2 separate regions of the Oryctolagus cuniculus genome follow, and region 1 is linked to region 2. Evidence: chromatin contacts called from public Micro-C data. All regions are on one chromosome and are shown on one strand. The core of a region is the stretch at or near the end of the contact, and the rest is flanking DNA. Distances in the headings are between cores, read along the strand shown. Region 1 holds the start of XPOT (exportin for tRNA). Region 2 holds the start of KICS2 (KICSTOR subunit 2).

Region 1 (7,158 bases), core at 2,870-5,369, 140 kb after region 2:
CCAGCTGTAGCCTGGCCCAGATCCGGCTAGTGCGGGTATTCAGGGACTGACTCAGCAGGTAAAAGACCTCTCTGTGTTACTGCCTTACACTTATTTATTTGAAAGACATAGTGATGGAGAGAGGAGAGAGAGAGAAATATTCTGACTGCTTGTTCATTCCCGAAATGGCCACAACAGCTAGAGCTAGGCCAGGCTGAAGTCAGAAGGCAGGAATTCCATCTGGTCTCCTATGCAGGTGGCAGGGACTCAAGTATTTGAGCAACTATCTTCTGCTCTCAAGCATATTAGCAGGGAGCTGGGTCAAAAGAGGAGTAGCCAGAACTGGAACTGGCACTCTGGTATGGGATGTGGGTGTCCCAAGGGCCACCTAACCCACTGTGCCACAGTACCCATTTTACACACACACACACACACACACACACACACACATTTTAAAAAGGGGTAGAGAAAGAAAGATATGGAATAGAACAGATGTGATAGACAATGCTATGACGAAATAGTACTGGGACACTGAACATCAAGGAGACAAAGGTGACACCGCAGACCTTGAGTTATATTGAGAGGTTCATTAAGAGGAAGTTATTTTTGGGAGGAAGATCATGACTTTGGTCTTAGTCAGTTTGGGGTGCTATAACAAACTTTCATAGCCTGGATAACTTAAATAACAATCTATTTCAAGATCCAGCATCTAGTAAGGACCTGCTTCCTGTTTTACAAATGGCTTTCTTCTCCTCGTACCTTGTACCTTCACATGGCAAAAAGAAAGATAGCTATCTCTTTAGCACTTCTTCTAAGGGCACTAATCCCATTCACGAGGGCTCTACTTCATTACTTAACTACCTCCAAAGACCTCACCTCTGAATACCATCATCTTGGGATTAGGTTCAACATATGAATTTGGGGGTACACAAACTTTCAGTCCACTGACAATATTTTAGAGTTGAGGAGCTGGTGAGACATGTAGGTATCTGGGAACGCAAGACAGTACAGAATACTGGAAGCAGAAGTATAGAACTAGAGGTCATCTTCCTAGATTAAATATTGAAACTGTGGAAAGAGGTAACTTCTGAAGGGGCAAGTGTAGGCAAAAGAAAACCAGATGGCTAAGATCATAAACATGTCAAGGGAGCAGAAGTAGGCATGTGGAGAAGACAGAGAGGAGGGCTTAAAATGTAACAGGAACTTAAGAATACTATAGGGTCAGAAGCCAAGAGAGTAGAGAATTTCAAGGAGAAAGGAAATAGTCAACAGAGAAGTTGAAAGAAATGAATAAAAGTGGTCATAATGTCAGACAGTGTGTAAGAGCTCAGTAGTGATTCAGGAGAATACAGATGACAAAAGCCAAGAGAAGCAAAGGAACTGTGGGCAATAAACATGGTGTGCTGGAGACAAGAAATCGCCAATCAAGTCCAGGGTTACAGCTAACCATTTACCAGCAGGACACACTACTTATAATAGATCTACCTTGGTTTCCTCATGAAAGGACAGTGACGACAACGATGATGATACCTACTCTGTCCCTGCAATGTTAAGTGGAACGCAGTAGGAAAGATATATGGAATAACAGTATGATGAAATAAACCTAGATGTTACCTACTGGCGTTCTCTGAAATTGAAAGAAAAGGGAGATTTGGGACAGGAACATATAAAATGTTGTTTAAACAACAAAACAAGAGGGTACCAGAGTACATTATAGGACCAGGAACTGACACACTGCTGCTTTACAATGTCATCAGTCTTAACTGACCTTTATTTCAGAGACAGGGATTAGGTGCACAGACTCTGCAGGAAGGCATGGGGAACCTTTCCTCTGCCAAGTGTCATTCAGATATTTACCATTTGTGTGCCACACCAAATGATCAAATTAAAAATTAACTCGCTATAGATGTATTGAATTCTAAATCCCGCCTACGGTTGCCATGGCAGGGCTAGATCAAATAATTTCACAGGCCTTACAGGACCCCCAGGTCCGATGTTCTGTACCCCTCTTCTAGAATCAAACTATGTAGGTTTGAATCCCAGTTTGGCTGACTTCTATGCACTTCAGGTTTCTCAAGTACAAAATGGGAGTAATGTTAATAGTAACAACTCCCTAGTTGTTCTGAGAATTAATGTGTGAACTCCTAGAACAGTGTCTAGCACTCAAGAAATGCTCAAAAATGTTGACAAGTAATACATAAAAGCACTGCCACATGCAAACATCCATGCCTTATGTTAAAATAGCAACAGTGGCATATATCAAAACTTTGATAACTGGCATTTTATGTTAATCTGAGATGAGAAACTGTACATTCCTTCATGGGACTGGACAGAATATGGAATGATCAAATTTAATACCTTTTTTAGATCCTCTTTGGTTGTATTCCACCAAGTAGTTCCTTATTCGTTCCGAAATAACGTGAGCTTACAAAATTGAAAGGCTTTCTTTTCTTTTTAAAAAAGATTTATTTATTTATTTGACAGTCAAAGTCAAGAAAGAAAGGGAGAGACAGAGAGAGGTCTTCCATCCACTGGTTCACTCCCCAAATGGCCACAATGGCCAGGCCTGGGCCAGGCCCAAGCCAGGCCCAAGCCAGGAGCTTCTTCCAGGCCTCCCACGTGGATGCAGGGACCCTAATACTTGGGCCATCTTCCACTGTTTTACCCAGGCCATTAGCAGGGAGCTGGATCATAAATGGAGCAGTTGGAACATGAACCGGATAAGGACACTGGTGCCACAGGCAGCAGCTTTATCTGCTGTGCCACAACACCGGCCCCAACTGAAAGATATTTACAATCCTAGGTATTTGAACTACCATGAAGGAAAGGCCAGTCACCAAATTATAGATAAGCTACAGATACTAGATAAGCTATATAAACTTTGTATGATATTTAACATATGAAGTATGTATAAAATCCATGTACAAAGTAAAAAAAAAAAGGCAAGGAAATCCAGTTACAAAACAACATAGTGAATTCTTTTAAGATGAGACAGTGAAATATGCTAAACATATCACACAATGCAAAGCCACTTGAACCAGGATTATTACCGAGCTTCCACAGTCCATAGCTGACCATCACAGCTAATGGAATAATTCATGCAACTCATTTATTGAGTTGTAACTACAGATTGGCACCGGTGTTGGCTCTAAGGGATACACTGAAACACACAGGACAGGAATCCTAGCCCAACATTTTAAACAGTAAGTTAGACATGTGATGCAAAAGTGATTAAAAATATTTTATATATGAGTTGCCTAATGCAGTATCATGCACACGGGATGACTAAATAAATGTAGTTGTAACATTAGTTTTATTCCATTTCTCTCCCTTCCAATTCATACTGTATAGTCAACAATGAGACCTAGAGACTGAGCATTACAGTGTGCCAAACACGTGCATTAGCTCAATTCTCACAGCTCTTGGAACCTGGAACTGAGAAGACCTCAAAAGGTTTGTGTAAAACAGAAGGTTTATTTTGGTGCAAAAGTTTTTTGAAATCCACGCATACTCCCTTCACTAGTACCCCCATTTTAGATATGCAAGTTAAGGAATGCGCCTAAGGGCAACTATGAGGCGGGGCCTGGGACTCAATTCCGTGGAGCTGGAGACTCAGTACCTCTGCGCTGCACTAACATATTAAAAAACTGGACATTTGGTGCCACCAAGAGAACTTAGGAGTCGGGCTTCCTAGGAGTACTCTGCTCCCTTCCCCGTACAATTTAAAACGACGTGCAAAACTTGTCAGCACTCAGCGGATGCTCACACCCCTGAACTCGGGTCACGTGGGACCACACGAAAGGAATTAAACTTCTGCCTCACACGTGATTTGAACCACGTCGCCGACGTTTCCGAAACTCTGTTCTCTAACCTACCAACTGCTGCACGAAGCCTTCACCGAACGCTCGGAGACAACCGGACCGCACGGCTCAAAGGCCTGCCAGGACCCGGGAAGAGCCCTGAGCGTCTCGGGGCCAGATGCTTCGTCCCGGCATGCACCACACAGGCCCGGGCGACCACGCCGCCCGGAAGCGCCGCCTGCCCGTTGCATGCTGGGAGTTGTAGGCCCCCGGCCGCAGCCCGCGGGCGGCCGTCTGTACTCTCCATGAGGCTGCTGGCGCTAGCCCGCGCGGCACCGACGCGGGGAGCGCGCCTCGCGCTGACTCAGCGGCAGCGGCGGCGTTAGCCGGCCCTCGCGCTCTTTCCTTTCCTGGGGCGCCGACCCCGCCCGCCTGCTCGCTGGCTTGCCTGCCCCGCGCCACGCAGGAGAAGGCGACAGGGTACGCGACGCGGTGAGAGGCGCGCGGCCGGCTCGGTCCCCGGCGTTGGCTCTGCTGTCGTGGCGGAGGACTACGGCGACAAGGACGAGGGCCGCTTTCCCTGCGCCCTGCGTGCAGCGCCGCTCCGCTCGGCTCACCGGCCCTGGGCAGTGCAGGCGGACTGGCGAGATGGAGTGATAGGGAAGGTGACTTGGGGCTCGGGGGGCAGTGGGACATGGCTCCGACTGGGTCCGCGCGTGGCTGCGAGGAAGTTGGCCAGGGCGGCCCGGCCCGGGGGAGCCCCGACGCCTGGGAGGGGTGCAGGCCGGGGACCCTCCATGGCGGTGCTGCTTGGGGCCGGGCGGACCAGGTGGGGGCGGGTACGAGCCGTGGCCGCCCGAGGCCGGCTGTTTCATCACCCGAGTTGCCACGAGGCTTCCTTTTGGGGAGAGATCCAGGGAACGGATGAAGACCAGGCCTGCCGACGAGGGTCGGCATCGCCTGTGGCCCCCACCCCAATCATGGTAGTTGGAGCCTGTCCCGCCCATTTCAACGCAAAGACCTCAAACTTGATAAGGTCCTCCCGCCCGCTCTGGGGGAAAGGAGGTAAAGGGTTTTTTCTGCGTAGTAATTTGCCAGCAGGACGCTCCATATCTTCTGCTCCCTTCCTCCCAGTCCTGCAAGAGGAGAGAAGCGTGATGCTTCCCCGTAACCAGAAAAACGAGTACTTTTTGAGAGCGCTAATTAGTGGTTACTGGGGGAAGTTGCGTTTTATGAAAGCGACTTGGCATGGTGTTAAAAGGCTGGAACGATGAACGCCTGGCTTTTGAACCGGTCTTCGGTGGGTGTGGAGGAATTTTCCCGAACTGTTGGATGCCCAGTAGCCGTCCAGAAAAAAAAAAAAAAAAAGTTAGGGTTTAGTAGTTGTGTTGCTGGCCTGCACCTCGGAGAGGTGCCCGATTGAGACCACGCTGTTAACCGGTGTTAGCGGCTGCACAGCCAGGTGTGGCGGTCGAGGGTAGGTGCTCCTGCATAGCCTTGTCTGGGAAGCTTGTCGCTCCTTCTCGCCAAGTGCAGCTTGGCGGTTGTTGGCGCACATGTAGGTGATTGACCACGTTCCGTTGCCTGTGGTTATCCAGGTGCCTTTCCTGTGGCGATTGCTGTGGAACGGACAACTGTAACGAGTTTGTTTCCTTACTTTGTTTATTGGCTGAGTTTTCCTTAGCACCACTGTTAAGTTTCGGGGTGCTTGGATCAAGTCCAGCAGTTTTCCCTAAAGCCTTGGCAAATGCAAGGAAGCTCTTCCAGGAATTTTCAATCTGGTGCTCATGGAAGCTCTGAAATTGTCGTCTTGTCGTTTTTGGACAAGAGAACTTGCCTTTTCCCCTCCTACGTCCCCCCCCCCCCCCAATCAAAATGCTCATCTAGAATGTCTGAGTACTTCCTGTCCCCCTTGTGCCTACCTTGGGTTATAAATCACCTACTGAGGTTCCACTGTGTACTAGGCCTGCTGTGCATACCTTATCTCATTGAAGCATTTACCAGATGACCAGATGGTCTGTTTCCCATTTCATAGTAAGGGCTGTCTCTCTCACATTTTGTTAAGTTGTCCACATGGCCTCAGTTTAAACATGACAAGACTGGAATACAAGCCCGGGTCTTTCCAAGTCCAAAACTAGTGTTCTGCTTCCCAGGGACAGTGATGAATATTCAAGGCAGTCATTGTCCTTAAAGTTAATGAGAGAAAACTGGTAAACCGGCAGTGACCACGCAGAGGTGCTTAGGAGGGGGTATCTAATCCAATTAGGGAGGCTTGGACAATACGGGTCAAAGTAGTATTCTTGAAAGTGGTGACCTTTAAGTTGAATTTTGAAGGACAAGCAGGGGTTAACCAAGTAACAAAAAGAGCAGTGAGTGTGTGCAAAGATGAAAGGCAGAATACCCCTGGAGAAGGGCCATGTGGTTGGGCATCACTGGCCGTCCTGATTTGGGCTGCAGAATGTCGAGTTTCTCTGAAGTGTCCCGAGGTCAGTGGGGAGTTACACTGCCTTGCTGTGGTCTGCAGGTATGCTGTAAACCCTAAGGGGCTGAGCTTCCTGATCCAAGGGGCTCAGCCCACACCCTGATTTACCATTTTTCTAGCAGGCTCAGGGGAAGCAAGAAGAGCACATTGTGAGACAGGCCATGTTGTGTAGATCTAATCCTGGCCTCACCATTCCTAAAAGACCCTCTCCCCACTACCTCCCACTCAGGCTCTTGGCTTCTTGAGGTTCTCTTTGGGTAATTTACAGAACCGCCCCCCAGCCTTATTGGGAATAGTAAGGCCTGGTCTCTTGTACCTTATAGGAATTAATGCAATTTTCACATCATTTAGGGTTTTCTCAAATTAATATACATTCTTTGAAACCATAAACTGCCTTTGGGGGCCTTATCATGTTCTGTTAGACCCTATATTGTGAAGAAGTAAATTATTTCTCAGAGTTTAAAAAAAGTTTTTAAAAGTAGTAACAAGTCATTTTTGAATTTTTGCATCTACTATTAAAAAAGAATGTTTAAAAGGCATTTCTAGAATTGCTGGCAAGAGCAGAGATCTGTAAAAGGCAGAACTAGTCCATTGTTCATAAGCCAAATGACTGATTTTTCACTCTCCTACTCCTTTTATTTGACTTCTGTTGTATTTTGTAAACACTCCAGTACAGATATTGAACTCTGAGGTCAGTCATTCTCATTTAAAAAAAAAAAAAAGATTTGTGATGTTGGCATCTGGAAATAACTACAATAAGATAATCTGGGCTTGTCATTTCTCTACTTAATACAGTTGCACTTAAGAAGTAACAACAGTGCATAAATTAGATGCCTCTGTTATTTAAAGTAGAAAATAGTTACTTTCTGTACTTTATTGAAGATTTTGAAGAAAAAG
Region 2 (6,262 bases), core at 2,462-4,961:
AAGCAACTTGAGGCTGAAGAAACTTTCCAGTAGTGAAAAACAAAGGGGAGAAAAGTAAGTCTGACCTTCTCAAATCCTCAGGCATCCTTCCCCCAAACAGAATTATTCTCCCCTTAAAATAAAAGGCAGGCTTCAAGAGAAGAGCCCTGTCCAGAGTCTGTCAGTAACAGGGCCAAACAGAAACACAAGGCTCCCTGTCAGGTCTGTTGCGGCTCTGAGGCCCACACTTGTATCTGTAAACAGGATTCACTGCTAAGGCTCTCTAACACCAGCTTCAGCACTGAGTTGAAAATGATTCACTTTTTACCTGAAATTTCCTAAGAGGGGGATAGTAAGTGTTTCTTAAAAAAAGAAAGAAGTGGAGCCGGCGCCGTGGCTCAATAGGCTAATCCTCCACCTTGCGGCGCCGGCACACCGGGTTCTAGTCCCGGTTGGGGCGCCGGATTCTGTCCCGGTTGCCCCTCTTCCAGGCCAGCTCTCTGCTATGGCCAGGGAGTGCAGTGGAGGATGGCCCAGGTGCTTGGGCCCTGCACCCCATGGGAGACCAGGAAAAGCACCTGGCTCCTGGCTCCTGCCAGGATCAGCGCGGTTCGCCGGCTGCAGCGGCGGCCATTGGAGGGTGAACCAGCGGCAAAGGAAGACCTTTCTCTCTCTGTCTCTCTCTCTCACTGTCCACTCTGCCTGTCAAAAAAAAAAAAAAAAAAAAAAGAAAGAAGTGGGGAGGGGGAGAGAAACAAGAAACTGAGGTAATGGATATGTTCATTAGTTTTACTGTGGTGATCTTTTCACGATGTATATCAAAACATCAAGTTGTACAGCTTAAATAATTTTTATTTGTCAATTATACCTCAATAAAACTATGTTTAAAATTTCTTGAAAGTATGCAGAAAATTTTTGTTTTGCTTTTTTTAAAGAAAATCACATACACATTCTAATTAGCAAAATAGTTGGGAGAACATGGGAATGTTTTTAATGGCAACACAAAAGTTTTTTCCCAAGTTTGTAAGAAAAAGGACCATCAACGTGGTAATAGTGAAGTCATAGTGTAAGCATACTGATGTCCCACATGTTCCAGAACCAAACAACTTAAGATATTTGCAAAGCTAAAGTTTAAATTCTAGAACTGTACGTGTCAATGAGATAAGAAACATTAAACACAACATTTTCAGAAAGTTCACTGGGAAGTCAGGAGGTATCTGGGAGTCAAACAGTGCCTGGGCATGTTTCACAGTGTGAACTGTTGTGTGGGTCAATTTCAAGGCACAGCCCTCAGGCTCACCCAGGCCAGCTGGGGTTCAAGCAGAACTAATCCTGTTAGAGCAGTTGGAGCCACTTCACCAGGCACTCTTACACACCAGGCAGTCAGTTCTGCTTACATAAAAACCTGGCTCATACAATCTAAAACTGGAGTAGCAGATTTTTAAAGTGGAGTTCATTAATAATTCTTTAGGAAATCCAACTGAACTTTCTCAGTGTAGACGCAAAAGTGTGTGTACACCTCTATTTGAGGAGTAAATCCACAGCTTTCATCAAACTCCCATGAGTGAAAAAAAAAAAAAAAAAAAAGCTAAGAATCACGGCATTTGGAATAATATGGGGTTAAGTCCAGAACAACCAAACTGTCCAATATGCCCATTTTCAATATTACAGCTAGAATCCTTTCTTCATTTATATATATAAAACACATATATCATATACAGCACTATCATATTTTATGCAAATGATAATCATGTACCTATACTTAATAAATTACATGGATACAGACTCAGTCTGACAGTTCAAAGGAAGGTATTCTGGTTTGGGATCCACCCACACAACTATATAGGAGTTACTGATCTTCAAAAGCAATAACAGCAATTGCACACTTGTGAGAAGTTTCCCACTGGCAAAAGGGAACAGCATTCATGCCTATCTGACTGGTTTCTGCCACTAAATCAACACACTAAATAACAAGTCATTATCTGAACAGCCAGGCAGAAGCTGGGCTCTCTGAAAGCCCTACCCCTCGGGTTAGCGTTCAAAGAGCAAGGGGATGCGAAGGGTCAACGCAAGGAGCGGAGAGATGAGAATGTAACCTCCATCCAGGTTTATATTTCTAGTCTCTGAACTGTATGTGTGCGTTCTTCATTCACACCAGACCCCGGGCCTCTGACAAAATTAAAAGGTCTAAAACAGGCCAAAGGCATTCAAACGACTCTCAAAGTTCTGGGATCCGGACACATTTGTTTGCATTACTGTAAGCAGTAATACTTTGTATGCACAACTCTTGGCTCCTCCTCCTCCACTCATGCCAATTGTTTCTAGCACGGAAAATCAGTTGAATCGGGTCTTGCATCTTATTTTTCAGGGGCAAGACTGACATGGGGTGCTGAGTATTTACCATTTTCCCCTTTATGTCTAGCGTTAGGCGTATTTCCTGCCTTTCCTGCCCAACATTCAATGACTCCTTCGTTCATTAAGTCTGTATGGAGGGGCCCGACTCCATCTGCAACTCGCAGTGGCTTTCACCTCGGAAGGCCAGCCAGACCACCGTACTCATTAAACACAACCAGGTGGTACCGCCCAGCTGTGCTTCTCCGGTGGCGGCGTCGCTAGTTAGAAGGAAGAGGACACGGACTGTGCTTAACTTCTCACTCCGGCACCAAGCAAGGCCCGAGGCGAGACGGTAAATCGCGCGGCACGGCCCCGCAAGCAGCCTTCACCCGGCCGACCCATCTATCCGCAGCGAGCCGGCGGCCCGGAGAGGCAGACACAGGAGCCCCAAGCCGCGCCGACCGGGGAACCGAACCCCCTTTCCTTCCTCCTCGGGGGTACGGGGGGCGGGCGGAGGTACCTAGTTTCTGCCCCAGGTAGGTGAGGCTGTGATAGACCTTCTCGGCCGCGGCCAGGTGCGCCAAGGCCGCCAGCAGCGACAGCCAGCTGGCGCCCGCGCTCTTGTTGGCCTCGCGTTCCTTCTCCACATTGTCCTTGGCCTTGTCGTAAGAGAAGATACCCAGGTGAGAGAAGAACGTCTCCAGCACGGCCTGTTCCACCGGGACCGGGGCGGCCAGCGGGATTGCCTCCCCCATGCGCGCTGCGCTCCAGCTCCACCCACGTGGCCCGCTCTCCCTCGCACTTCCGGGTTCGGAGGGAGCGCGCGGGCGCACGGCCCTGCGTGCGCGTGACCGCCTCAAGCGGCGAGCTCCGGAGCGCGCCCCCGCAGAGGCGGCGCCAGGGCCTCCCGGGAGACGCAGATAGGAGCGAGGGCAAGGGAGGAGGTAACCGTTCCCGGGCTCCTTCAGCCGTCGGCTCCAGCAGCTCTAACCATTCGAACCCCAACCGTGGGAAGCCTCCGTGCAGCTGACCGCGGTCTGGGATAAGCGAGGGAGCCCCTCCCGGTGAGACTGCGTTAGTGCCGATGACGTCACGCCTGCATGACGTCAGTTCTTGCGTTGACGTCTGGCCGGGGCTTGATGGGCCAAGCTAGAAGAGGCGGCTGGCAATTGCCTTCCGCTCTCCCAAGAAGGGCTGTGAGAGCTCTTAAGTCAATGCAAGTAAACGGTTTATGACTGGAAATCTGACAGATAAAGGTTTACCTTGTTTCTCCATTGCGTAATTTGTATGCCGCTGCACACCGTCAATTAACTGTCTCCTGTGTCCCGTTCTAGTCGTCTCTGGTCTGCGCACTCCATAGAGCTTCCAAGCCGAGCGCCCGGGCACGTTGGCTCCGTGCTCATCCACCCCAACTACAGGAAGCTCCCCTTAAAATTCATGTCAGCCGCTCGTGCCGTGTCCGCCCCTTTGAAGCAAGGCCTGCTGCTTGCTAAGCTGGGTTTTTCCTTGCTGCTTCCTTGTAGGAGCTGCTGCTTTGTGGTTTCTGCCCCTCCCCTATTAGCCTGTGGGCTCCCTAGACCCGGGGACTAGGGTTCACTACAATCTTTTAAAAAATTGCATTCACATAAAGAGAACAGATTTCATGTATTTCATGCCTACACTTCTCAGATAACCATACTTCCCTCCTTGTCTCCCTCCCTCGAGCACAGCCTTTCTGTAATGAACAGCACAGTGATGCTTACTGAGAGACGGCCTGCTTTCCTTTTAACTGGAGCTCTTCTGGGGTCGCTGCCTTGCAGTGCAAATCCCACGAATCTAATTTGAATGAGTATGGATTATACTCTTGTTCCTTGTCCTCAAGTATAATTCAGATCAACCAGGTTAACTGTGATACAGGGCAGGATCTTATATGTGATGAAGATGAAAAAGAGAGGTACAGTAATAGCTTCCAAAGAACTGGAAAGGCCTTCTGGAGTGTAGGGGTCGTTGATGAGTGAATGGAAGCTAATAACTTAAAAAAAAGTCTAATACCAGCACGAAACGGACACTGAAAGAGATTATTAAACTCACAAATATACCCGTTATGTAAGAATTCCTTAGATAATAACGGTGATATTATTAAAAAGTGCAGAAAATAAATTTTCAGTAACAGTAAAGGGGACATGAATAAATGCAAAATAGCTGTCACCTTGTTTCTTGTTAACCAAAAAAAGGTATAAAACATAAGAGCATGGACAAACTAGAAAAGGTGACTATGTCATGCATCCAGAGATAGTGAAGAACCCTGTAATCCTAAAAGAACTGGAAGGATTTACAAAGGAAGATATGGACGTGCCTATATAACAAAGCATTTTTACATGTCCACAAAGTACAACGCCAATCTGAGGGAAGTATTTGTAAACTATGTCAGACAAAGGTTTAATGTGCTTAACATACTAATACTTCTTACTAGTATGAATAAAAAGACGTGAGTACACAAGTTTCAAAAGAAATATAAAATGTTGGGGCAGGCACTATGGCGCAGTGGGTTAATCCTCTGCTTGTAGCGCCGGCATCCCATTTGGATGCTGGTTCAAGTCCTGGCCACTCCTCTTCCAATCCAGCTCTCTGCTGTGGCCTGGGAAAGCAGTAGAAGATGGCCCAAGTCCTTGGGCCCCTGCACCCGCGTGGGAGACCTGGAAGAAGCTCCTGGCTCCTGGATCAGATCAGCCCAGCTCCAGCCATTGCAGCCATCTGGGGAGCGAAACAGCAGATGGAAGACCTTTCTCTCTATCTCTCCCTTTCTCTTTCTGTAACTCTGCCTTGCAAATAAATACTAAATAAAATCTTTTTTAAAAAGAAATATAAAATGCTAATAATCATTTGTTTTAAATATCTAACCTCACTAGTAATCAAAGAAATGTAGATCCAATTGTTATATCCAGTTTTTCATCTATCTGATTAACAAGAGACTTAAAGTATCGATAAACATGCAGAATTGTACACTGCAGGTGTGAATATATGGCCTTTCTGGATAACATGTGGTGATGTATATCAATAATAAATTAGAATATATGGAGGTGTCTAAAATAGTGTCTGAGACAAAACACTTGTTAATACATCATTAATAATGTTACCATTAACGTTGGCACATACCTTTTATTCAACAGAGCACCAAAAAATCCATTTAGTTAACACTTCCATCACCTCATAGAGTTACCTCAGGAACATAGAGTTACCTCAGGCAGAGTTAACAGAGAGGCAGAGAGAGAGAGAGAGAGAGAGAGAGAAAGAATCTTCCACCTGCTGGCTCACTCCCCAGATGGCCGCAATGGCTGGAGCTGCACGGATCCAAAGCCAGGAGCTGGAAATTTATTTCGGGTCTCCCAGGTGGGTGCAGGGTCCCAAGGGTTCTACCCCTTCCCAGGCCATAGCAGAGAGCTGGATAGGAAGTGGAGTAGCCAGGATTCAAAACGGCATCTTTATGGGATGCCAGCACCGCAGCCAGTGGCTTTACCCGCTGTGCCACAGCGCTGGCCCCACAATATAGTATTATTAACAATTATCATCAAGATGTCCATTAACTCAGCAGAACATACTCATTTGGTACTGACCCAACACTCCCCATTTCCCCTCCCCCCCAGTCCCTAACTTTCACCTATCTACCGCCATATTATGAGTATGATTTTTTGAATTCCACATATAAGTCGAAGCATACACAGTTTGTCTTTCTGTGTCTGGCCTACTTAACCTAATTTCCTCTGGGTTCATTCATGTTGTCACAAATGGCAAGATTTCCTTCTTTTCTTGTGGCTGAATGGTATTCTGTTGTGTGTATGTATCCCATCTGTTTGCTGTGGACAAACGCGTCAATTGTTTCCACATCTTGACCATTGTGAGTACTGCTGCAATAAACATGGGTACAGATATCTTGCATTTCCTTTGGATAGTTACGCAGAAGTGAGATTGC

The links. Hi-C and Micro-C count contacts between places; a contact is called where the count stands out from the background.
Region 1: a contact with region 2 is called in a Micro-C map of ear pinna, with 6 times the contacts expected there. The contact joins the promoter of XPOT here to the promoter of KICS2 in region 2. A contact is called at or near these places in 2 of 6 Hi-C or Micro-C datasets (ear pinna and an unstated tissue).

What each region holds. Positions count from the first base shown.
Region 1 is chr11:66,561,105-66,568,262 of mOryCun1.1, forward strand. It overlaps XPOT (exportin for tRNA), which reads left to right and starts at 4,120. Exons shown (of 25, transcript XM_051845640.2): 1 at 4,120-4,259.
Region 2 is chr11:66,424,213-66,430,474 of mOryCun1.1, forward strand. KICS2 (KICSTOR subunit 2) reads right to left here and starts at 3,712. Exons shown (of 3, transcript XM_070052571.1): 1 at 3,576-3,712. The coding sequence starts at 3,588. LOC138844380 (a long non-coding RNA gene) reads left to right here and starts at 3,150. Exons shown (of 2, transcript XR_011380140.1): 1 at 3,150-3,377; 2 at 4,917-5,162.